Regions from separate parts of the Zea mays genome. Here region 2 is linked to region 1. The links are chromatin contacts, called in public Hi-C maps. All regions are on one chromosome and are shown on one strand. Each heading gives the region's core, a stretch centred on a gene start, on an enhancer-like site or on the middle of the called end of the contact. The rest is flanking DNA. Distances are from core to core; before and after follow the strand shown.

What was found. Hi-C and Micro-C count contacts between places; a contact is called where the count stands out from the background.
Region 2: a contact with region 1 is called in a Hi-C map of leaf, with 2.4 times the contacts expected there. The contact joins the promoter of LOC103634865 here to the promoter of LOC103634861 in region 1. A contact is called at or near these places in 4 of 25 Hi-C or Micro-C datasets (ear, leaf and tassel).

Annotation. Positions count from the first base shown.
Region 1 is chr8:17,392,537-17,398,033 of Zm-B73-REFERENCE-NAM-5.0, reverse strand. LOC103634861 (tryptophan aminotransferase-related protein 2) reads left to right here and starts at 2,648. Exons shown (of 5, transcript XM_008657447.4): 1 at 2,648-3,866; 2 at 4,299-4,602. The coding sequence starts at 3,343.
Region 2 is chr8:17,608,990-17,614,486 of Zm-B73-REFERENCE-NAM-5.0, reverse strand. It overlaps LOC103634865 (LRR receptor-like serine/threonine-protein kinase), which reads right to left and starts at 2,870. Exons shown (of 2, transcript XM_008657448.4): 1 at 1-2,870. The coding sequence starts at 2,049.

The DNA.
Region 1 (5,497 bases), core at 1,399-3,898:
GGTGATCCTTGCTGGAACTCTTAACTGTCAGATAGGTTCAATGCCCTTTACCTATCTGGGTATCCCGCTGGGGCTTGCAAAACCTAAAATATGCCACTTTTTACCACTCATTCAGAGGATTCAAAAGCGACTTTCATGCACTTCTGCCCTCCTCTCACAGGCTGGCAGGCTCGAGCTTGTTAACTCGGTTTTCTCAGCTCTCCCGACTTTTTTGATGTGTACGCTGAAGATCCCGGTGACCACGATTAAGAAGATTGATTCCTATCGGAAGCACTGTCTCTAGAGGGGGAACGACGTCAATTCAAAGAAATCGGCGCTAGCTGCCTGGAGTATGATTACCCAGACAAAAAAAATGGGGGCTTGGGAGTGGTAAGAATAGAGACTCAAAACAAAGCCTTGCTCCTGAAGTTCTTACACAAGTTCTTCAACAGTCACGATATTCCCTGGGTTAACTTGGTCTGGAGCAACTATTACAGGACAACCAGGATGCCTGGCTGCTCAAAAATTGGCTCCTTCTGGTGGAAAAGCTTACTTACGTTTGTCCAAGATTACAAGGGTATGGCTGCCCCAAAAATTGGAGATGGAAGAACCATTCTATTCTGGGAAGATATGTGGAATTCGGGCATCCCGGCTAATCAATTCCCTGAACTATTCTCCTTTGCCCGCAACAGCAAACTGTCCATCAAAGAGGCTCTCCAAAAAGAGCAACTTATTGAAATTTTCCAGCTTCCTCTGTCGGTTCAAGCTCATGAACAATTTTTAGACTTAGACGCAACCTGGGGCCAAATCATGGTAAACAGCACAAACGATTCTTGGAAACTCATTTGGGGAGCAGACATTTTCTCTACAAAAAAAACGTATAAGCATTTGATGGGTCAGGCCCAGGTTCACCAGATCTTCAGATTGCTTTGGAAAAACAAGTGTCAACCAAAGCACAAGGTCTTTTTTTGGGCTGTGGCTAAAAAACAGACTCAATACAAGAGATCTGCTGAAAAGGAAGAATATGAACCTAGAGTCCTACACTTGTGAGAACTGCATCTGGCAAAAGGAAGAAACTCTTTACCATCTTTTCCTCAAGTGTAACTTTGCAAAGGCCTGCTGGACTTCTATTGGTTTGACGTCTCCCAGAATTGCTAATCCTGAGGCCGCGACAGTAAACCTAATGCAACAACTCAATGTTCCATTCTCTATGGAAATTGTCATTCTCATGAACTGGAGCATTTGGAAAACCCGCAATGCATGGTTTTTTCAGAACAAAGCCCCGACTGTGCAACACTGCAAAAACGAGTTTGCAAGGGAACTTCATCTTGTCATGCTGAGGGCTAAAGGCCGTTTTGATTCGACAATTCCTGCATGGCTTCAGCTTTGGCAGTAGACCTCGTTTCTTTTCCTTTTCCCGCTGTAGTTAGGCTGTTTTACCCTTTGTAATCTGCTTTCTGTCTGCTTCTAACTCTGTTATTTTAAAGTTTTAATAAAATTTTCAGTAGGGGCTCGCCCCTCCTGTCTTATCAAAAAAACGTGAAGCAAACTTGGGACAGTTGTTCCTTTGTCGTTATGTGTGCATGGCTTTTTAAATATAAGAGGTAGTTAAGAAACTACATGATACAACCATAAGCTGTTAAATTATAAATTCAGTTAAGAGACAATATGCATATAAAATCGTATAAAGACGGACTATTCGTGAATAGTCTGTTTCTTGTACTCTTTTCAGTTAGCTTAAAGATAAATAAGATTACATATGCTCTTTGTTGCATTATAACAAAGTCCTTTACCATTTTTACGAAAAAAATACTTTGTATAGGTGAGAAAAAATGTAGCTTAATACACTTATCTAAATAAGACTTACACATAAACATCGAGTGAGATTAAGAGTCTATTTAGCGGATAAATTGCTAAAAAAGTCAAATAAATTATAAATTGAGAAAAAGTGAGCACTTAGTATCTATTTAGTCGGCCATGGCTAACTAGGTCATACTTTATTTAGGTTAGTCGGAAGAACTAAATTTAGCTAGAAAAAAGATAAACTGATACCACCATGAGCGTCGACTCTGATACCAAGCTACTCCCAACACAAGTTGTTTAAGATAGCAACACGGTCTCTAAAATATAACTTTGACCAATATTTTTTTAAAAAAATAAAAATAAACTCTTAATATATTTATACTTTTGCAAAAAAGTACTTTTTAAGATAAATTAATATATAAATGTTACATTTCAAAACTAAAAACAAAATTATTATTAGTAGTCAAAGTTTTATACCTTTGACTTAAATCTTGTGGTGAAGGACTTGTTTTTTCAGACCGGAGAAGGCGGGAGGGAGTAGCTAGGAGCCTAGGAATACAGGCACTGCCTAGACCGATCCGCAGAAAAGCAACCAGCCAATCATAAGATCGTACGATTATGATGAGTAGCGCAAACTCTCATCGTCAACACTACGGGCCGGGAACTGGGGCCGGTCAAGGCTGGACCGTCCGATGAGCGCTCGGCGGCCAGGAAGCGGCGAGCTGAAGGAGATCAAGCGTGGTCGGTTCCTGTCTGCTTTCGCTTGTCCACAGCGGCCGTGTCGTGCGTGCCCTAGCACTAGCGCGGAGGTGTGTAGTGGGTGGCTTCGTCATCAGAAGGGCAGAAAGCATATATCGCGTCCGGGGGATCCATGGTGGGTCTGGGTTGGATTGGACCCTATAAAATGCCGCATCACTAATCTCCAGAGTCCTCCCCTGCCTGCCCTCCTCGTCTAGCTGGTCCCTGCTGCAGCACTAAGCTTAGCTTAGCTTTGAGAGCTTCTCCATTGTTTGCAGCACTGCTAATAAAGTGCTGCCGCTCTTTTCTCTCCTCTCCTCTGCTCTCCTAGCTATACGTTCTTTCTTCCTTACAGTACCCACTGCTGCTGTTCAGCTGAGCTAATGCAGTGTTAAGCTCAGTTACTGTCGTCGGTTTCAGCAAAAGCCTCGCAGTGTACTTGCGCCTGAACCTGACGAGAAAGAGAGCGAGGTCAAAACAGAGGGGAACCAAAGCTCCAAGAAAGGGGAGGGACCTTCTTCGACCCGCTTCCATCCAGCATCTCGCTCGTCCGCCGCTCGAGGTCCTTCCTAATCGGCGGCCAGCCAGCCAGCCGCAGCCGCCTCCTTTGGCAAGAAGGACACTAGTTCCACCTGTTTTCTTGCAAAAGAGCTTTTTTTTTTCTTCCATCCCTCTCTTTTTCTTCCCCATCGTTCGTGTGCTGCCCCCAAGAAGCCGGGAGCTAGCTAGCTAGCGAGCGGCCCACCGGCCGAGTTTGGAGCTAGCACGAGCAGGCTGCTGTAGGCGTTGGCAGCACGCTCTCTTTCTTTCCCTCTCGGCGGCATGCCTTCGGCGGCATTAAATCTCGGCACGGCGGTCGAGGGCAGCTTCCAAGGCGCCGGCGGCGGCATGGTGCCGTCCGCGCGCCTCCTCACCGCTAACGGCGGCGGCGCGCCGAGCCGTCGGGAGGAGACGGCCAACGGCGGAGGGCCTGGCTCTGACCTGGCCGCGCTCCGGCCCACCAAAAGGCCGCGCGGGAAAGCCCAGCTGGCCGGGAAGCCCAGGAGGCGGGCGCCGATCTGGAACCTGCAGGCCGCCGTCTTCGTCTCTGTCGTCCTCAACGTCGGCCTCCTCCTCCAGCACCACGTCAACAGCACAGCTCCGTCGCACCACGACCACGACCACGGGCACCGGCAGGAGCACCAGGCCTGCCCGACGCATCTAGACGGTGGCGGCGTCAGCCGCAGCAGTAGGGGGAGGCAGGAGGTGGAGGCGGCGGCGTCGGCGGCGTCCGTGCCCAAGGCCGCCGGGGCGCCGTCCACCGGCAAGCCGCCGGTGACGCCGGACTCGGTGATCAACCTCGACCAGTGAGTATTCAGTCCAAAACTGCCCTCCGTTTCTTGCTCTGCCGCGTCTGCATGTTCGCTAAGCTTCGTTAGCGATAGGCAAATAGCGTCACCCACCCATGTCCTTTGTTTAGAGGCGGAGGCGGAGAGAATGTTAATTACTAATTCACCGCAACCACACTCCACGGGATGGGGGGAGGCATGTCCCCCTGTGCTGTGCAATGTTGGTGTCGACGGAGAGAATGAACTCCGGTGCGCGGGATCGAATCTGTCTGTCCCGAGACCGCGGGTTTGCCGGCGATTCATATGCAATGCACCTGACCTTGTTTGGTTGATGCTTCATCTGTATTATTATTATTAATTAATTTACTGCTGCTGATGTGTATTGTAATTTGTACTAGTACAGTACTGTATATTGGCTAGCGTTGACATTCGCGTTGTCGGCTGCTGCAGCGGCGACCCGACCATGTTCGAGGAGTTCTGGCGGGGGACGGGGGCCGCCGCGGAGATCGTGATCCCGGGGTGGCAGACCATGAGCTACTTCTCGGACGTGGGCAACGTGTGCTGGTTCCTGGAGCCCGGGCTGGACCACGAGGTGCGGCGGCTGCACCGCCTGGTCGGCAACGCCGCCGTGGACGACGGCTACCACGTCCTCGTCGGCACCGGCTCCACGCAGCTCTTCATGGCCGCGCTCTACGCGCTGTCGCCGCCCGCCGCCGCGCCCATGAGCGTCGTGTCCGCGGCGCCGTACTACTCGGTAAGTTAAAGCTCCCTCCCCCCCGCCCAAACCAAACAACGGTGCGCCGTACTACGTACTACACCACAACGAACGAACGAAGGCCCGCGTGGTCCAACGGCGAGAGGCGCGAGACGCATCGCTGTCGCTGTCGCCGTCGCCGTCGCCGTCGCCTCCGTCGCTCACTGTGGCGCGCGCGTGGGTTTGCTTCGCGCATTGGAAGCCTAATTAAACGCGTCGTGCTGACGAATCGTGGCTGTGACAAGGACCGGCGAGACCCGTCACTGTCTCATCATTCCCCCCCGCACTTAATGATGAGGAGATAGAGCAGAATTGAAAGCCGTAGAGGAGTGGAGGGGGACACCGATGGCGCCCACCCGTCTTTGTTCCCTCCCCCTTGTCCCAGCCTTCCTCTCGTCTCGCCGCCGTAGGGCCGGCCCCGGCATTACTGTGCTGTGATTGCCCATCTGATTTGCGGGTGGCCGACATGTCTCTTTGAACAACAATGCATCATTAGCAGCCCCTCCGCTTCTAGAACCAGATCAGAATCTTAGTGATGTACTTGTGGTTAGGTTATGCATGTTAGGCGGGAGGCCTGCCCATTCTTCAGAATCTATCGAGCTCCATGTGCACAGCCGGCGACGCCGGCAGGAATATTGTTTGCTCGCCACATGCCGGACCGGCGTGGATATATGATTTCTGGTTAGGTTCTGATGTCCATGTGCCATGATCCATCTATGCTGCTGCTACCCTACCCTGGGAGGGAGAAGAGGCGGATTCCTTCGTTTCTATGTTTCCAGTTCAGTTAGGCCGTCATGTGTCTGCGCCGTATCTAATGCTAAATCACGTGTTCAGTAAAATGGAGTCGACGGGCTCAATTCTGAATTCTGTCAGGTTCCCATACCCTGAATTCTGA
Region 2 (5,497 bases), core at 1,621-4,120, 220 kb before region 1:
CGTCGCGGGCGCGCGGCCGGTGAAGCCGTTGAAGGAGATGTTGAGGGCCACAAGGTTCTGGAGCGCGGTCAGGGGCTGGAGGTCACCGGAGAGCTGGTTGTGCGACACGTCGAGCACGCCGAGCCGAACGAGGCCGCCGAACTCCTTCGGTATAGCGCCCGACAAACCGTTGCAGCTCAGGTTGAGAGCGATCTCCAGCCCCGGAATCTTGCCGATGCTCGCCGGTATCCCGCCGGACAGCGTGTTGCCGCCGAGGTCCAGGAGCTGGAGCCGTGAGCACGAGCCGATCTCTGGAGGTATCTGGCCCGTGAGCCTGTTCCCGCCAAGGACGAGCTTCGTGAGCGAACTGAGCTTGCCGATGTCCGGCGGGATCGCGCCGCCGATGGAATTGTACGACAGGTCCAGGTACTGCAGCGAGAGCATGTCGTGGAACAGCCTCGGAGGCAGGACGCCGGCGATGGCATTGCCGTGGAGGTCGACGAACGTGAGGTTCCGGCACCCGGCGATCTCCGCGGGGATGGCGCCTGACAACCTGTTCGAGCTCAGGTCAAAGAAGCTGAGGTTGCCAAGTCTACCGACCTCGGGAGGAATCGCGCCGGCGAGGTGGTTGCCGCTCGCGCGGAACCGGACGAGGGACGTGCAGTTGCCGATCTCCGGCGGTATCTCGCCCGAGAGGGCGTTGTCGATGAGCAGCAGCTTGGAGAGCCGCGGCAGCCGGAACAGGGAGCGCGGGATGGGCCCGGTGAGCGCGTTCTGCGACAGGTCGAGCGACTCGAGGCTCGCGCAGCCGCCGATCTCCGGCGGGATGCTCCCCGTGAGCTGGTTGGCCCAGAGGTAGAGCATGCGCAGCGCCGTGAGCTTGCCGATGCCGGCGGGGATGGCGCCGGATATCTGGTTGTTGTCGAGCTCGAGGTCGGTGAGGTTGGCGCAGCGCGCGAGCTCGGCCGGGACCGGGCCGGACACCTTGTTCCCGCTGAGCTGCAGCTCCTGCAGCGACGTCAGGTTCCCGAGCGACGCCGGGATGTGGCCGGTGAGCCCGTTCATGGACAGGTCCAGGACGGCGAGCCCCGCGCACGCCCCGAGCTCCGGCGGTATGACGCCGACGAGGCTGTTCTGCCACAGCAGCAGGGTCTTGAGGTTGCTGAGCCTGCCGAGCTGCGGCGGGATCGACCCGGACAGCGCGTTCTCGTACAGGTAGACGTTGACCAGGCTTGTGCATTGGCCGAGCTCGGGAGGTATCGGGCCGGAGAGCATCGCGGTGTAGATGGCGATGGTGTCGAGGCTCTTGAGCTGGCCCAGGGTCGCCGGGAGCGGGCCGGAGATGCTGGTCTCGGCGAGGCCGAGCATGGTGAGGTTGGAGCAGCTGCCGATCTCCGGTGGGAGCGCGCCCTGGAGGTTCTTGTTGCCGCCGGCGCGGAGCACCTCGAGGCTGGCCATCTGGCCGATGGACGCCGGGATGGGGCCCTCGAGCTGGTTGTCGTAGACGACGAGCTCCCGCAGCGCCGTGAGGTTGCCGATGGCGTCCGGGATGGCGCCCTCGAGGCGGTTGGAGTTGACGTAGAGGCTCTCGAGCCTGCTCCCCGGGCGGCAGAGGGCGGCCGGGATCGGCCCCGTGAGCGCATTGCTGCTGAGGTCGAGGTGCGCCAGCGCCGGCAGGTCCCCGAGCTGCGGCGGGATGGGGCCCGTGAGGTTGGCGCCCGTGAGCACGAGGCGCGCCAGCGTGGCGCCGACGGCGGAGGAGTGCAGGTCGGCGGGGACGCCGCCGTGCAGGCCGACGAACTGCAGGCTGAGCTCCGTGACCCGGCCCGCCGCGTTGCAGGACACGCCCGTCCACCGGCACGGCGACGCGTCGGAGTCCCTCCAGTCCCCCAGCGCCTCCTCCGCGCCGCCCCGCAGCGTGCGCTTCCAGGCCAGCAGCGCCGCGCCCTGCGCGTCCACGGCCAGCGCGCTGCCCATGCACGCCAGGACAAGCGCGCACCACAGCAGCAGCGGCGCCGCCGCCGCCGCGCACGCGCTCCTCCACCTCCCGTTCATCACGTCAGGAGGCATCCTCCTCTGCAGCTCAGCTTACGAAACCACAGCCTGCCAGGTCGGCAGGCAGCCGACAGCGTTTGACACTGTACTTGAGAGATACTACACTTCACTCCCAGAGCATATCCACCCAGGCAGGCGACCAAACTACGACGATGAAGCCGATGAGGAGGATGAGGTGAGGCGGTGCTGTAGGATCAGCTGCAGCTGGTGTCACTTGCAAATCTGTGTCGTTGCTTGTGCCGGAAGCAGCAGCGCAGCGCAAAGAAAGTGGCTCTGCGGCTTTGCTTTGCTTTGCTTGCAAAGCCAGGGAGTAGGTGGATTGGTGGCGAGGTTTAAGCGAAGCCTCACTGACAAGACAACAGGTTTTAGCGGAGGGAGAAGAAGAGGCAGAGGCACGCCACTGCCACGGCCATGCGCCACAACGTGGATGCAGTGCAGCTGTTATACGCCGATGAGCAGGAGAGAGGGAAAGGTGGAGCAGGAAAGCAGCGAGAAACGGCAGATTAGGTGGCAGCAAGCTGGTTCCGGTTCAAGTTCAGACATTGCAAAGTACCAGGACAGGAGGAGAGGGAGAAGAAGAGAGAGAGAGAGAGAGAGAGAGAGAGAGAGAGAGAGAGCGGGTGGTGTGGGTAGCAGTGGCTGGCACTCATGTGTGTCTGCGGAATCTCCGGATCCGAGGCCACCGGTTGGGTCAGGCACTCAGGCAGGCCGGCCGTCAGGACTCAGGACGCTCCGCACCGCACCCCGGTCTCATCCCTATGCTTGTTTATTGCACTGTCATTCTGTCAAGTAGCAACGCTACTTTATTACAGTATTATGTACCTGTGCTGACTGGTGATACAACAGCGCTTGGTTTTAATTCTACTGATTTTTACAGTTGTTACAGTGTTTTTTCTACTGATTTGTACCTGTCCTGAGATGGGGAAGAGAAGTGAGACTTAGGGGTGTTTGGTTACACCCCGCTAAAATTTAGCCTCTGTCCCATCAAATGTTTGAACCTCCGTTCCGGGTATTAAATGTAGTCGGATTATAAAACTAATTTGTCAGCCGAAGATTAAAAGACGAGACGAATCTAGTCCAGTTGGTTGGGTCTATATTTCATACTCCTATTTAAAAGTCAAACGCTTGATGTGACCCGGGCTAAACTTTAGCAGGAGCAACCAAACACCCCTTTAGTTTGGCACTCAAAGAAAAGATGGTGAATCACATCCACTAAAGGTCGTCTGAAGCTGTTGCATCGCATCGCGTCGGTCAGGTTTCAGTTGAGGCAGGCAGCTCCGCCGTCATGAAAAGGCTGTGTGAAGTGAAGCCGCTGCGGCTGCATGGATGATGATGCTACAGCCTACGCAGCGTTCTGTGTAACCCTTCCTGGCTTCCTGCCGAGGAAAACAAAGAATCGGGCGGACGGGCAGCGCAAAGACTTTTTCACCACGCACGCCGCGCTGCCTGCCGCGGCATCTGCGTGCGGTGAGCATGGCAAGCGCATCATGCCATGCGACAGCGATGGCGGGGGGCAGTGGGCAAAGAATATCTTGGGAACGTAACGGCTCGCCTACAATAACAGTGGCCACCAACACGTGGCATGTAACTTCTCCCTCCGTTTTCCTACAGTTTCTAGCCCGTTTTTGTTTATTTTTTACTTCGACAGGGGGCATGTTTAAATCACTAGGACTAGCTACTAGTTACGGAGTCCGTAATGGCTATCTCAAATAGCTAGCTGATGTAGAGCTCAAGGAATAATAAAATTAATAACTTATCTTACTACTAGTATATGGTCCACACGTAATACACTCAGTTTTCTGGAATACGTGAAATCTCTTATATATTTGCTCGTCATTCGTCACTAGCTATTCTCGTCTTCTCCATATTTTCTATCCATGTAGGAAATAGAGTGAATCTAGCTAGTAGCTAACAATTGGAACGCCCTTAGAGCTAAAAAAACACTTGGAATTTATCTGGAGTTAGCTAGGTAACTAGTTGATTATAGCTAGCTAAAGACTGATAAAAAAATATCTTCTGTTTGAATGAGGTACAGATTATGATTTTAGTTAACTTTAGCTAGTTAACAATTACTCCTCCTAATACTGAATAGGTCCTAAACCTTCTAATGAACTGTTTTTATGGTCCAAGATAACTTATAATCTAGAACGTAAGGATAGTAAACAACTCTTCATTTCCCTCACTCAGTACGTATGCTCACTTCCAAAAAAAACCACTTATAATTACTACAATAACCTTTTGTCCAAACCACCTGTGGCGTGAACTTGTGATTGTTACAGGCACTACAGGGATGGCAAGCAACCGAAGCAAGAATCTGGATGGTTGAAATTAGCCGAAAGGTGAAAAGTGGGGGTAAAGAAAACAAAGTAAAAAGGGGGCAGATCACAGCTGGAGTACTCGCTACTGGGTGAAGCGGTGGTAACACAACTGTTAGATTATAAGTTCCGTCGCGCATTAACAGACTAATTAACAATCACAGCACTTTCTTACTGTTAGATCTCTGCCCCGCCTGCTCCCGCTCTGCAGAGGTTAAACAAAAGGATGCATCAGATCCACGCCGCCCATTGATGGACGGAGGGCGGCACATGCCCTCGCGCCGCTAGATGGGATCTACTGCTGCTGCTGTTACCGCAACCACCTAGCACTAGAGGTAATAAACTAATAATGCCATCACCCCGGCCTTTCTTGTAATTCGTGCTGATGGAGAGGTAGTGGCAGCGGTTAAAAAAAAAGAGAGAGTCTCTGGCGATGTACCACTGAAAACTTTGCAGGCTCAGAGATCTAGATCTACCTCCTCCAGTCCAGTCCTCCTCCTCCTCGCCCCTCCCAAATTCACATCGGCAAAAGAGCAGTCCTGGTTTAACCAGGACACTGCACCTCTAATCCCGTGGAAGACGGTAATTCCAATGAGTAGAACTTGCAGAGGATTTACATCGGAACTAGGGTTTCTATCTGGGACAGGCAACAATGGTAGTACTACTCCTGTCCTGCGTTGCATTGAAGTACAGGGGGCACAGACTGATGCGATGCACAGGTCCAGATAACTTTTATACTGTAAAACCATATTGGTATTACCCCACCAGTAAATCTAAGTTACCTCAACCACCTTGTTATTCAATTTTTAATAGTAAGATGACTATATATTTTTGATGGACGCTCAAACATACGAACAACAAACCATTTACGATATTCGTCAACCACACTTTACCTTTACCCTATTTTTAAAAGAGTATTTGGTATCCTAAATAAGTTCAGTTTTTTTAAAAAAAAATGTTAGCTGCAAAGTTTTATAACTTTTGAGGATCTACAGTTTTAGTTTCGATAGTTTCTTCATTCATTCACGATTGTTAATAAAGTTTCGAGTTTCAAATATAAGAAACCCAAACGTATTTTTTTGGGAGCTTAAATATAGTTTCAAATGAAAAGGCAGCCAGCTACAAAGGCATAGATCTTTTTAAGTGGC